2 separate regions of the Triticum aestivum genome follow, and region 1 is linked to region 2. The links are chromatin contacts, called in public Hi-C maps. All regions are on one chromosome and are shown on one strand. Each heading gives the region's core, a stretch centred on a gene start, on an enhancer-like site or on the middle of the called end of the contact. The rest is flanking DNA. Distances are from core to core; before and after follow the strand shown. Region 1 holds the start of LOC123165079 (ras-related protein RABA1f). Region 2 holds the start of LOC123164920 (bifunctional nuclease 2).

Evidence for each region. A called contact is a pair of places that touch in the nucleus more often than the background predicts.
Region 1: a Hi-C map of leaf shows a contact between it and region 2, with 4 times the contacts expected there. The contact joins the promoter of LOC123165079 here to the promoter of LOC123164920 in region 2. A contact is called at or near these places in 2 of 5 Hi-C or Micro-C datasets (both in leaf).

Annotation. Positions count from the first base shown.
Region 1 is chr7D:329,169,623-329,175,433 of IWGSC CS RefSeq v2.1, forward strand. It overlaps LOC123165079 (ras-related protein RABA1f), which reads left to right and starts at 4,311. Exons shown (of 2, transcript XM_044582706.1): 1 at 4,311-4,800. The coding sequence starts at 4,583.
Region 2 is chr7D:328,489,443-328,495,486 of IWGSC CS RefSeq v2.1, forward strand. It overlaps LOC123164920 (bifunctional nuclease 2), which reads right to left and starts at 2,300. Exons shown (of 10, transcript XM_044582529.1): 1 at 2,058-2,300; 2 at 961-1,260. The coding sequence starts at 1,252.

The sequences.
Region 1 (5,811 bases), core at 3,061-5,560, 680 kb after region 2:
ATTTTTTTGCTGGATCCACCATTTTGTTTTGCTACAACCCCTTTGTTTTTTGCTACATCCTCATTCGTTTTTTTGAACATCTTTGTTTTTTGCTGGAACTGGTGCCCCTGTCTGCTGCAACTAGCTGGTGTATGTGCTACAAGGTCGGTGCCTCGCCGGGGAAGCTACATCGAGCAGCAAGGAGTGTTGTATCCAACGCCGTTCGAACATCGGGAGCTGCAATCATGCATGCCGGAGCTGCAACCGGCTGCTGGGGGAGCTGCAAGAGAGGGTGGCAATTTTTTGCTGATGCATTTTTTGCTGAACCAATTTTTTGTTTTTGCTGGAACCGGTGTATTTTTTTGCTGGAACCAAGATAATTTTTTGCTTCATCGGTTGCAGAGCTCTCAAATGCTCATGTCATTTTTGTTGGCACCTAAGTTTGTTTTTGCTAGAAGCATTTTTGATTTTGCTTCAACCGACCACCGGACTTCGACCTGGGGTGAAGTTTTTTGCTGGAAGATTTTTGTTGCTTCCAGATTTTTTGCTGCTTGGCACTCGAACCCGGCGAGCTGGAGACGCAGAGATGATGTAGCCAGCCACCCTGACTGCTAGCACATGCATCATCAGAAGTTTGGATCCAGCAAATTATTTTGCTACCACCATAATTTTTTACTGGAAACAACTTCAAATTTTGCTTCCACCATGTTCTGTTTTAGCTGGATCCAGCTTTTCTTTTTTGCTTCCACCATGACGGCGGCCGGCGGAAACAACTGCGGCCGGCGGTGACGACGACGACCGGCGGGGAGGGCGGCTACAGGCGAGCGCACCGGGGCGGTACTTTCAGGCCGGGCACATCGCTCATCCATGGCAGCGTGTTGGAAGTTTTTTTAAGGAAGAAGACGCCTGGTGAAAGAAAAGGAGAGAACCGTACGGCTATGGGTTGTTTAATCGGACGCTGCTGGTACGACCGGCCCAAAGTTGGGCCGGCGCACCGGCGCCTAGTAGTGGCCTAAATGCAAGCACGCAGCCGGCGGCCACTGGTATTGCGCGAGAAGGGAAAAAAGGAGGTGGCGCCGCTATGTGATGTAATGAGGGATCTAGGGCGAAGCATCTAGCGAATCGAGGATACGACGTTCAGTAGTTATTGGGCTTTTTCTAGTGGGCTTAGTACGATGGCCCTAATATGCACGACGCAGGGCTGCATGTGTTCGGTTAATTCGGGAGATTTGGTCAACAGGATTGAACAACCGAATCCACCGATGTAATATCAGTTTCTGATGTTCTGTGACCGAGCGAACAACCGAAGTTTCGGTCCTCGGTTTTTCGGCTCCGGTCTTTGGTTCTCGGTTTTTGGTTTTTTCGGCTTCGGTCTTCGGTTCTCGGTTTTTATGCTCTGGTCTTCGGTTTTCGGCTTCTGATGTAATATCACGACGCGATGAAAGCTTCAGGGTCGGTGATATCTACTAGGATCTCACACGGACACGGACTGGGAAATCGTGCAGCTCTAGCATGCAGTAGGAATCTTCTCCGACTGCCCCCGATCTCCCTCCTAACACTGGGATTATGGAACCGTTGCATTGCGCCACGATCAATAGAAAGTTAATCGATATGCTTTGTATTTGGAAATCTCTTCTTTCCCACCGACTGATTTTGCGTGCGCGTAAGTCGCCTTCATCGCTTGCCACGTGCCCCCGCCCGAGCGTCCGCCACCTACCCTTATCCAAAGATGAGCCCTGCTCCACCACCCATTCTTTTTCCATCCCAGCTCCTCTGCTTCCTCGCTACGCATCCCAGCTCCTTTGCTTTCCGCTGCATGCTGCTCCGCATGGCCTTGCGAGGAGCTCCGCTGCATGCTCCTCCACCGTCCCGCAAGGCCGCTCCTTGCGCGTTGCAGCAAGACTCACGACCACCAGTAAGGATGGTACTTTTCACATCCCAATCACCGTCGCTGCAAAGCCAGGGCCACCGTTGCTTCTCATCCCGGCGGCACCGGCGCTGCTTCTCACCCCGTCCGCTGGCGCTGCAAAACCAGGGGTTGCATCCCCGTGGATCTCGCCACGGCGGCCGAGCTGCAGTGGAGCACAAGCGACACCCGCATATCTCGCCGGCGGCAAATGCTCCAACGCAGCGTCGTAATGGTGGTGACCATGGTGCTAGACTCGCCGACGACGGGAGCTGTTGCATCGCAGTATCGCTCATGGTGGACACCACGGCGCTAACCTCACGCGACGACGGAAGATACTGCAACCTGCAATGCAATGTCGCTCCCCGTGGTGACCATAGCACTGCAACTCGTACCGAAGGATCCCACCCTCGGCGGCAATGGAGCACCGCCAGACGCGTTGAAGCCTGCAATGGAGTGCCGTGGGGGCTGCAGTGGAGCGCCGCCAGAGTTGCAATGGAGCACCGCCAGAGGCGTTTGAAGCTTGTAATGGAGCGCCGTGGGGGCTGCAGTGGAGCGTCGCCGGAGTTGCAATGGAGCACCGCCGAAGTCGTTTGAAGCTTGCAGTGGAGCGCCGTGGGGGCTGTAGTGGAGCGCCGCCGGAGTTGCAATGGAGCACCGGAGCTGCAATGGAGCTTCGTCGGGTCGTCGTCGGTGCTGTCGTGGAGCAGCACCCGGTGGCTTCCGGCGCTGCGATGCAGCTGTCGCTGGTGCTACGGTGAAACAGCTTCGGCGGTGATGCAAGTGTTGCTAGGCGTCGTCGAGTGCATGCTGCAAGGCAGGGCCGCGGAGGGCATCGCCGGTGCGCCGCCGTGCTGGTAGGCATGCCTGGAGCGCAACCTTTGGGGCGCTGCATGGTGATGCCTGCGGAGGAAAGTGTGCGTGGAAGGGGATTTGCGATCCACGAGACATCGAAGCGAACGGCTATGATATGCACGATCGAACGATTATGAAGGCGGCTTATAGGTACGAGCTATTAGTCGGCTTACGCCTAGCATCGGCCTTGTATTTTCTGCAGCAGGGAACGTGCCATATAAACTCTTGGTAGATTTAAACCACAACTCGATCGTAAGTTTCAGTCAAGAATCTCACGTTGTTTTCCTGCAATTGTATGGAACTCCTCTGGGGTGGCAATCAACAGGAAACAAGGATTCACCTCCGGTAACAAGAAAAACATTTTTTGTGTGTTTTTTAATTGGGAAACATATGTATGTATGATTCATGCGTATTAGAGAGAGAAATTTAATTCATTCGTAGCATGGTTAAATCCAAACTTAGACATTTCTTCAAACAATCTCGTTCTAATTAATGCAATCATTTGAAGAAGCTAAACATGATCTCTACGTAATTATGTTTATGAAATATGAAGAGGGATAACCTTTGCATTATCGGCAGCGAGTCCGAAAGTGGAAGAACTTGGTTGGCACGTATGACGGCTTTGTGATCAGGGGGAACTTTTTAGTGTACTCGTAAATCTGTAAAAAAAGTTTAATTCAGAAATTCCTTGTACTGTAATATGAGTATGCATTTATTTGGTTCATGAAAATAATTTTAACAATCTCTGTTCAATTTATTTAGTAATTTTTTTTCATTGTTTCATTGCATAATATTATGAAATATGATTCCATTGAATGATAATTTTGAATAAGGTATACTAAAAGACTATGATAATTAGCTGAAGCTGAAGGCGATGTCACAACATTGTATTTGAATATCTTAAGCGCTCATGGAGTAGATCTTAGTTAATATAAAGGATAAAGGTCCTTGTTACTGGTTCTCACAACGTCGAATACCTTTCTGCTAAAAAGGAACGACGTTCAATTTATTCTTACTTGATTAAATGGCTTAAAAGCTATTTTTTAACCTGAATAGTAGAAGAACCTCCTACCGTAAGTGAATTAATATAATGAGAAGTTAAATGTACATGGTTTGTTATGTGACTGTGATTGATCGATTTGTCATGTGAATGTGATTGATCGATTTCCATGACATTATTTTCATCTATTGTGGTGGCAAATATAATACACTATAATCTCTTGATAATACGCCGGGGAGATGAGTTGATTGGATGCCATGATAGAGGCCAAATATGAGACATTATCCTTCCTAAAAATTTAAGTATGGGTTTGAGTGGGGGTGGAGGGAGGGATTGTGAGCCGGATGCATCGTTGATAGAGGTGGCGGGCTTCAATTGGGGAGGCGGAGAAATGAAGACAGTGGTGAAGAAGACAAAAAAATAAAATTGATTTTGATGTTAAACTATTAAAATAGGTATATGCCGCGTTGCAGTTACCTACTTTTATACGAAAATTTGTGATCCGCGGAGCATGCACGCCCCGCCGCGCCGTCCAGCTGCGTCCGCCTTGTGAAGCTCCACACGTGATGACGTGTCAGCAACGCTCGTTCTCTCGCTCGTCCGAGCAGTCCTTCCTGCCCCTTGCCATTCCAAGAACGTTCTCCGCGGCGCCTCCTCCTCCTCCCACCACCCCATCCCGTTGCTGTAACTCCGATAAGCGCGCGCCGCCGCCGACGGCCCCAGAAGCCACCTCCGAGCTGCCATCCGCGGGAAGAGCGGGTGGCTTGACCGATTCTGCGAGGACGAAGGGGAGGACGAACGTACGAGGGCCTGGCCCGTGACCACCGCGGCGAAACCAAAGAATGGCGTACCGGGCGGACGACGACTACGACTACCTCTTCAAGGTGGTGCTCATCGGCGACTCGGGCGTCGGGAAATCCAACCTCCTCACCCGGTTCACGCGCAACGAGTTCAGCCTGGAGTCAAAGTCCACAATCGGGGTCGAGTTCGCCACCAGGAGCATTAGGGTCGACGATAAGGTCGTCAAGGCGCAGATCTGGGATACCGCTGGCCAAGAGAGGTAGGTTCCTCTCTTCTCTTATCGTGATTATGATGAATCATTTGCATTTTGCTTCGATTTTTTAATTCCCCAGGCTACTGCTTGCCCGCAACAGGCTTGTGTTCAATTTTATACGGTGATTGGGTTAGAGCATCTCTAGCAGATCCCCCTGACCTATAATGCCAAAACGTACCTCCTATCCCCAAAATTTATGATTTTAAGGGGATTATAAACTTTTCTTCATCGAGTAGATTGCCTAGAACTTAATCCCTTCAAAATTTTCTTTTGCCAGTTCATCCAACCGTTTCCAAACTGATCACAACATGTTAATTCTATACCTCAGAAGTCAAATACACATCAAATTTTATATTCTCAAACTTAACCATCCAAATTCTAACACAACATACGGTCCAAATGAACTAAGAATTCAAATAAACATGATAAAAACACAAGAATCAAGTGCTATGAAGTCGCCAATGGTGCTCAATGTTAGAAGGGATAGAGATGGATTGGTGGAATCGATGAAATGCGTTGGATGATATTATTGAGCCTCGAGGGCGAGTATATATTGGGTACAAGACTTGGAGGGCAAGACGCTTCCTAGAGATAAGATGGAAACAATTCCTATCTAATCTCGGACAATCTCTAATTACCAAATGTATCTCTAACATCCCCCCGCAGTCGTAGTGGTAGCGTTGCGAACAACAGGAGCGTTGTAGACGGTCAGACTGGAGAGAATAGCAGCCGACTAGCTGACATCCGCCCGTAGTCGTAGCGGGAGCGTCGTGGACGGTGTCGCGTTGCGGACGTGTTGACTGTAAAGGAAGCCGACAGAGTTGCTCAAGCGAGGTGATAGCCCTTTGTGCCGATGTCGATGGTGCCGAGAGCGTAGGGTGGTGTAGTAGTGGTCGAGGTAGCCGTGCGAGGGACGCCGTGGTCGATGCCGAGTCGGGGTGGCCGGTGTCGAGGTAGTTGCCGTGGACCGGGAAGAAGCGCGGCGGCGGCGGCTAGGTTAGGAGCGCGGCCGCGGTG
Region 2 (6,044 bases), core at 1,050-3,549:
ACACCAAACACCAAATTAGACGCGGGCGGCGGGGGGGGGGGGGGGGGGGGGGGGGGGGACCACGGCTACCGCCTGCACCTGCAGTCCTGCTACCCGCTCATCATAGACGGCGCTACATAGTCGTGGCCGTCATCATCCGAGGAAGCGTCAGACTCGTCTTCATCATCCAAGGAGGCGCCAGACTCATCGTCATCATCCTCGGGGAGGCGGTGGTTGGGACCATTGTTTGGCCGGTAAGGGGTCTAGCGGCAACGCTCCTCCTCACCGTCAACTGAAAGTGCAACTAATGCCCTTGGTGGATTTTGGTAATTAATGCCAAATATCTCAAAGAACTAATGCCTTAACTAGCTTATCTCAAGAAAGTTCCATTAGGTTGCAACAAAGGAGATGAAAGGTGACCCACACAAATTTGCGCGAAGACTTGCTGAAGCAAGGACTTAATTCTATATTTTAGTGATCCAAAATCACATTGTGTCCATAAGTATGCCCATACTATCAAAAGGAGAATGAGATTGCTAAGCTGAGTCTTTTGCTCCATGTGCTTAAAGGTCAAACTCCGGAGCCCTCAAGGACTTCCTTTTCTCCACTATATCTACCTTTGCTTTAGATCAATACTAGCAAAACTATCCCTGAGACAATGCCACAATCCAACGTGGGAGCTCAAGTGGAGAACCCTCCTTTCTACACAATGTCCTTTTCCCTAAGTTTGAGTATACAAATCATGTATGGTGCCATTAATAAGGAAAAAAATGAGCACGGAAATGGAACTTGTAATAATAAGAATAATACTTAAAATTTAACACCAGTAATGCTCTAGTGATGCACCAGAGAACTTACAAACCTTGCATAATTAGTGAGATAAAAAAAGTAATCTAAGTGCAAACAAATTTAAGCTGATGTAATTCTTGAACATATATGATACAGAAAAATATTCAAACCACCATGGCACGAAGAGATTACCAGCTTCAAGCACAGTGGAATTAACATAATCTTCATCATTTTCATTGAAGTTTCCAGCCATGTATCCATTACCATCAGATGAGGAGCTGAAGCTATGACAAATAGGACCAAAGTTCTTTGAAGATGACTGAGAGATTGGAGAAACTAGTCTAGTAATGTTGCGGTATTTAGACACAGCACCCAAGAATGCAGTGCCAAGCTGCCCAGATTTGATCAATGAGTTGTTGACAAGGGCAGCAGGAAGCCTTGCTTGCATTATAGGGCGACAAAGAATTGGTCCCTCCATTGCCATCAATGTGCCTACATAATAAAAGCTAAAATGATTAATAAGGAAGTTTGATCAGAATGGGAGACCGCCTAAATGGAAAATCAAATGGGAAATTATTTCTGCACCTTCTAAGAAATAATAGCAGTGAAATGCTAGTAAGAAAATTAATCTAGTACAGTATGTTTATAGATTTTACAATCAGCTCTGTAAATTAATCTAGCACAGTGGAGTTAACATAATCTTCATCGTTTTCTTGAAGCTTCCAGCATAATTAATCAGTGCTGATTGCCACAGCAGCATTAGAAATCCGTAAATATTTATCATTACTGTAATTTCCATGTTAATTGCAGTACGCGCACAATCCAACACCCATATTAGCAGGATAACTCCTTACAGAAGATCATATCAGAAGGTAAGTCTTGGCGCCTGCGTAGACAAAATAGAAGAAAAAACATTGAAGTTGACCAATCAATTATACAAGCCACTGGAGATTTTTTTTCCCTTTCTTATAGTGGAGTATATTTGTCAATTTTGCGCCACAATTGACTCGTAAAATAACCGCACTAATCCAAAGTAAGTAACGAATCAAAGTCCATTTCTACACGCAAGCAACAAGCAAGAACCGACCAAAATCGATGCTCGAGCCAGAAACAATCACCCGACGAGACCAAAATCCCCAAAGATGTACGAACCAACGCGAAGAGAAATCAGAAAACGAACAGGAAATCCCGGAAATAGCCAGCAAAAACGGGAAAAGAATCACGGCGATCAGACCACGGATCACATCAAAATAAGGGTTAAATCGGGGGGAGACCGGAGATCGCCTTACCACCAGCAACGGCCGTTCCTCGGAATCGAGCACGAGCGCAACTTTTTTTTTAGGGGAAACACGAGCGCAACTTTATAGAGATATAAGTGACCAAGTATATTTATTGTGTGGGGGTGGAAAATGGAAGCGAAAGAGGTGGGGCTTAGCCTTCCTTTATCCAGAAGAGAGCAGAAAATGTAGCGGCGGGCGAGCGGGGCCCGGCGGCTCCTATGCAGTACCAGTGGGCGAGTGGTAAAATGTTTGGCTACAGCTACGAGTACTGTAGCATAGGCTTTGTGGCGTAGTTTCGAAGAGAGAGAATACGTGAGAGCATCTGCAGCCACACCCCAACATCCCAAGGTCATTTTTTTTAGCGCGGGCGCCCAAAAGTCGGTCCAATCACATCTCAGAAGCCCAATTTTTGCCGGTTAGAACCGAAATTAGCGCCGACGGACACAGGCAGCGCGCCGGGTAGTCGTTTTTTGGCGCGAAAGAACGGCGGGCCCGCTGAGTCAGCGACCCCCGCGCCTCGTCGTCCTCATCGCCTCGGTTTCCCGCGGGGAATCAATGCTAAGACTGTCGCCGGTCAGCCTTCCATTGATTCCTCACGGGCGGCGCGGTGAGGCGACGCGCCCCCTCCCATCACGCGTACACACGACACACCCCCCCCCGGGCCGCTATATAAGCCTCCCCTGCCTCGTCGGTGAACGCACCCCACCCGCAGCCCCCTCTCTCCCCGTGCATGATACGTCTCCGTCATATCTATAATTTTTTATTGTCTCATGCCAATGTTATAGAACTTTCACATATTTTTGGCAACTTTCTATATGATTTATTGGACTAACCTATAGATCCAATGCCCAGTGTCAGTTCCTGTTTTTTGCATGTTTTTGTTTCGCAGAAAATCCATATCAACGAAGTCCAAACGCGATAAAAATTTACGGAGATTATTTTGGAATATATGTGATTTTTGGAGGTGGAATCAACGCAAACGGGGCCCACGAGCCCCACAACCCCAGGGCGCCAGGGCCCATGCCCCAGGTGTCTTTGCCACCTCGTAAGGTCGGTTGGGGCCCTACTTCTAGCGCAAGAAAGATAATTTATGGAAAAAATCGTGTAAAATTTCAGCGCAATCGGAGTTACGGATCTCCGGGAATTTAAGAAACGTGAGGGCCAATCTGGGGAACGCGAAACAGAAGAGAACAGAGAGGGAGATCCAATCTCGGAGGGGCTCCCGCCCCTCCGCCGCCATGGAGGCCATGGACCAGAGGGGGAACTCTCCTCCCATCTAGGGGGAGGCCAAGGAAGAAGAAGGAGGGGGGCTCTCTCCCCCTCTCTCCCGGTGGCGCCGGAGTGCCGCCGGGGCTAGGATCGTGACAACGATCTGCATCAACAATCTTGCTACCGTCAACACCAACTCTCTCCCCCTCTATGCAGCGGTGTAACACCCCTTCTATCCGATGTAATCTCTACTTAAACATGGTGGTGAACTCCATATATTATTTCCCAATGATCTATGGTTATCCTATGATGTTTGAGTAGATCTGTTTTGTCATGTGGGTTAATCGTGATCTTGGTTGCTATGATTGTATATTTTATTTATGGTGTTGTCTTACGGTGTCCTCCGTCTCGCGCAAACATGAGGTGTCCCCGCTGTAGGGTGTTGCAATACGTTCATGATTCGCTTATGGTGGGTTGCGAGAGTGACATAAGCTTAAAACCGAGTAAGTGGGTTGTTGCGTATGGGATAAAGAGGACTTGATACTTAATGCTATGGTTGGGTTTCACGACCTTAATGATCTTTAGTAGTTGCGGATGCTTGCTAGAGTTCCAATCATAAGTGCATATGATCCAAGTTGAGAAAGTATGTTAGCTCATGCCTCTCCCTCATATAGAATTGCAAGAATGATTACCGGTACTTGTTATCGATTACCTAGGGACAAATGACTTTCTTGTTGACAAAAGCTATCCACTTTTATTACCTTGCAATTTATTCATAGTTTTATTCTTGCAAAGTACTCGTAGTTTTATTCTTGCAAAATAGTTCCATACTTGTTCTAGGTAAAGCAAACGTCAAGTGTGCGTAGAGTTGTATCGGTGGTCGATAGAACTTGAGGAAATATTTGTTCTATCTTTAGCTCCTCGTTGGGTTCGACACTCTTATTTATCGAAGAAGGCTACAAACGATCCCCTATACTTGTGGGTTATCATGACATTTTTCTGGCGCCATTGCCGGGGAGCAATAGCCTGGGGTGAATATTCTCGTGTGTGCTTGTTTGCTTTATCACTAAGTAGTTTTATTTTGTGCTTTTGTTTTCTATCTTTAGTTATGGGTAGGAAACGCAAATACCAAATAAATTAGTTGTACCTACTAAACCTATAGTTGAAGAACCACCCAATATCTATCATACTGCTAAAGCTTTTTACTTAGATCATCTTCGATCCCTATGTGCTCGTGCTAAAAACCCAACTAGCTTAGTTGAGGGAAAATCATTAGATGAGCATGCTTGTTTTGTGTGACACCGTTTATCTCAAAAACAAAAACTTCTACTGCATCAAATTAATACTATGCAATGTTATGCTTGGAATTTATGTGAATTATATGATTTTACTTATTGTTCTGAAGACCCTAAGATACACCTTCCTTACCAATGTGAGTTTAGTGATGATGGAATCGTATCTTCGTATGCTAAGGGTGTTTATAATTACTATGATGTTCAACAAATTGAAGAATTTGTTGCTTTTAAGGGTGCTTATGAAATTGCTTCTTTGATTGAAAAGTATGATCCTACTCTTTACAAATCTGAAAAATTTGCCATACTTAAATATTGCTATGATAATTATGCTTCTAATGCCTATGTTAAACCATATATTGAGGACTCCTCAGTTGTTCAAGAAGAGACTAACATTTTGCAGGAATCTATGGAAGAAGAAATTGATGGAAGTGTGAGCTCATTGGATGACAAAGATGATGAGGAGAGCGAAGAACAAAAGGAGGAAGAGCGGATTAGCTACCCGTGCCCACCTTCTAATGAGAGTAACTCTTCAACTCATACATTGTTTAATTTTCCTTCGTTATTACCGAAGGATGAATGCTGTGATAATTGCTATGATCCCGTTGATTCATTTGAAATATCCTTTTTGATGAACTTGATGCTTGCTATGCTTGTGGCCATGATGCCAATATGAATTATGCTTATGGAAATGAACTTGCTATAGTTTCTTATGTTAAGAATGAAATTGTTTCTATTGCACCCACATATGGTAGTCCTATTATCCTTTCGAATTCTCCAAACTACACTATATTGGAGAAGTTTGCACTTATTAAGGAGTACTTGATGGGTTTCCTTTTACCATTGCACATGATAATTTTGATGAATATAATATGCATGTGCTTGCTGCTCCTACTTGCAATTATTATGATAGAGGAACTATATCTCCGCCTCTTTATGTTTCCAACACAAAAAAATTGCAAGAAACTTCTTATGCTATGTATTGGCCTTTACTTGATGTGCATGAATTGTTCTTGTATGACATGCCGATGCATAGGAAGAGAGTTAGACTTCGTCATTGCATGATATATGTTGCTTTGTGCTCATTACTAAATGCCAAATCATTGTTAATTAAAATTTGCTTTGATATACCTTGGGATCCGGGTGGATTACTTGAGAACTTTATGCCTAGCTTAATGGCTTTAAAGAAAGCGCTGCCAGGGAGACAACCCGGAAGTTTTAGAGAGTCATTTATTTCTGTTGAGTGCGTTTATAAAGTTTAGAAACAAAAAATATATAGGGGAACTTAAAAACTTTTTCACAAAATAGAAGCGTTTGGAATTTATGCATTGGAGAAGTGAGGGTCGACCTTGAACACTTGTGTTCATGCTCATGGAAATAATGTAGAATTTTTCATGAAGATTCTCACAAAAATAATTATCCCCTTGCACAATTCCATTGTATTATAAAAATAATGTGACAAGATTTGCCTTTATGATGAGTAGATTGCTTGTTG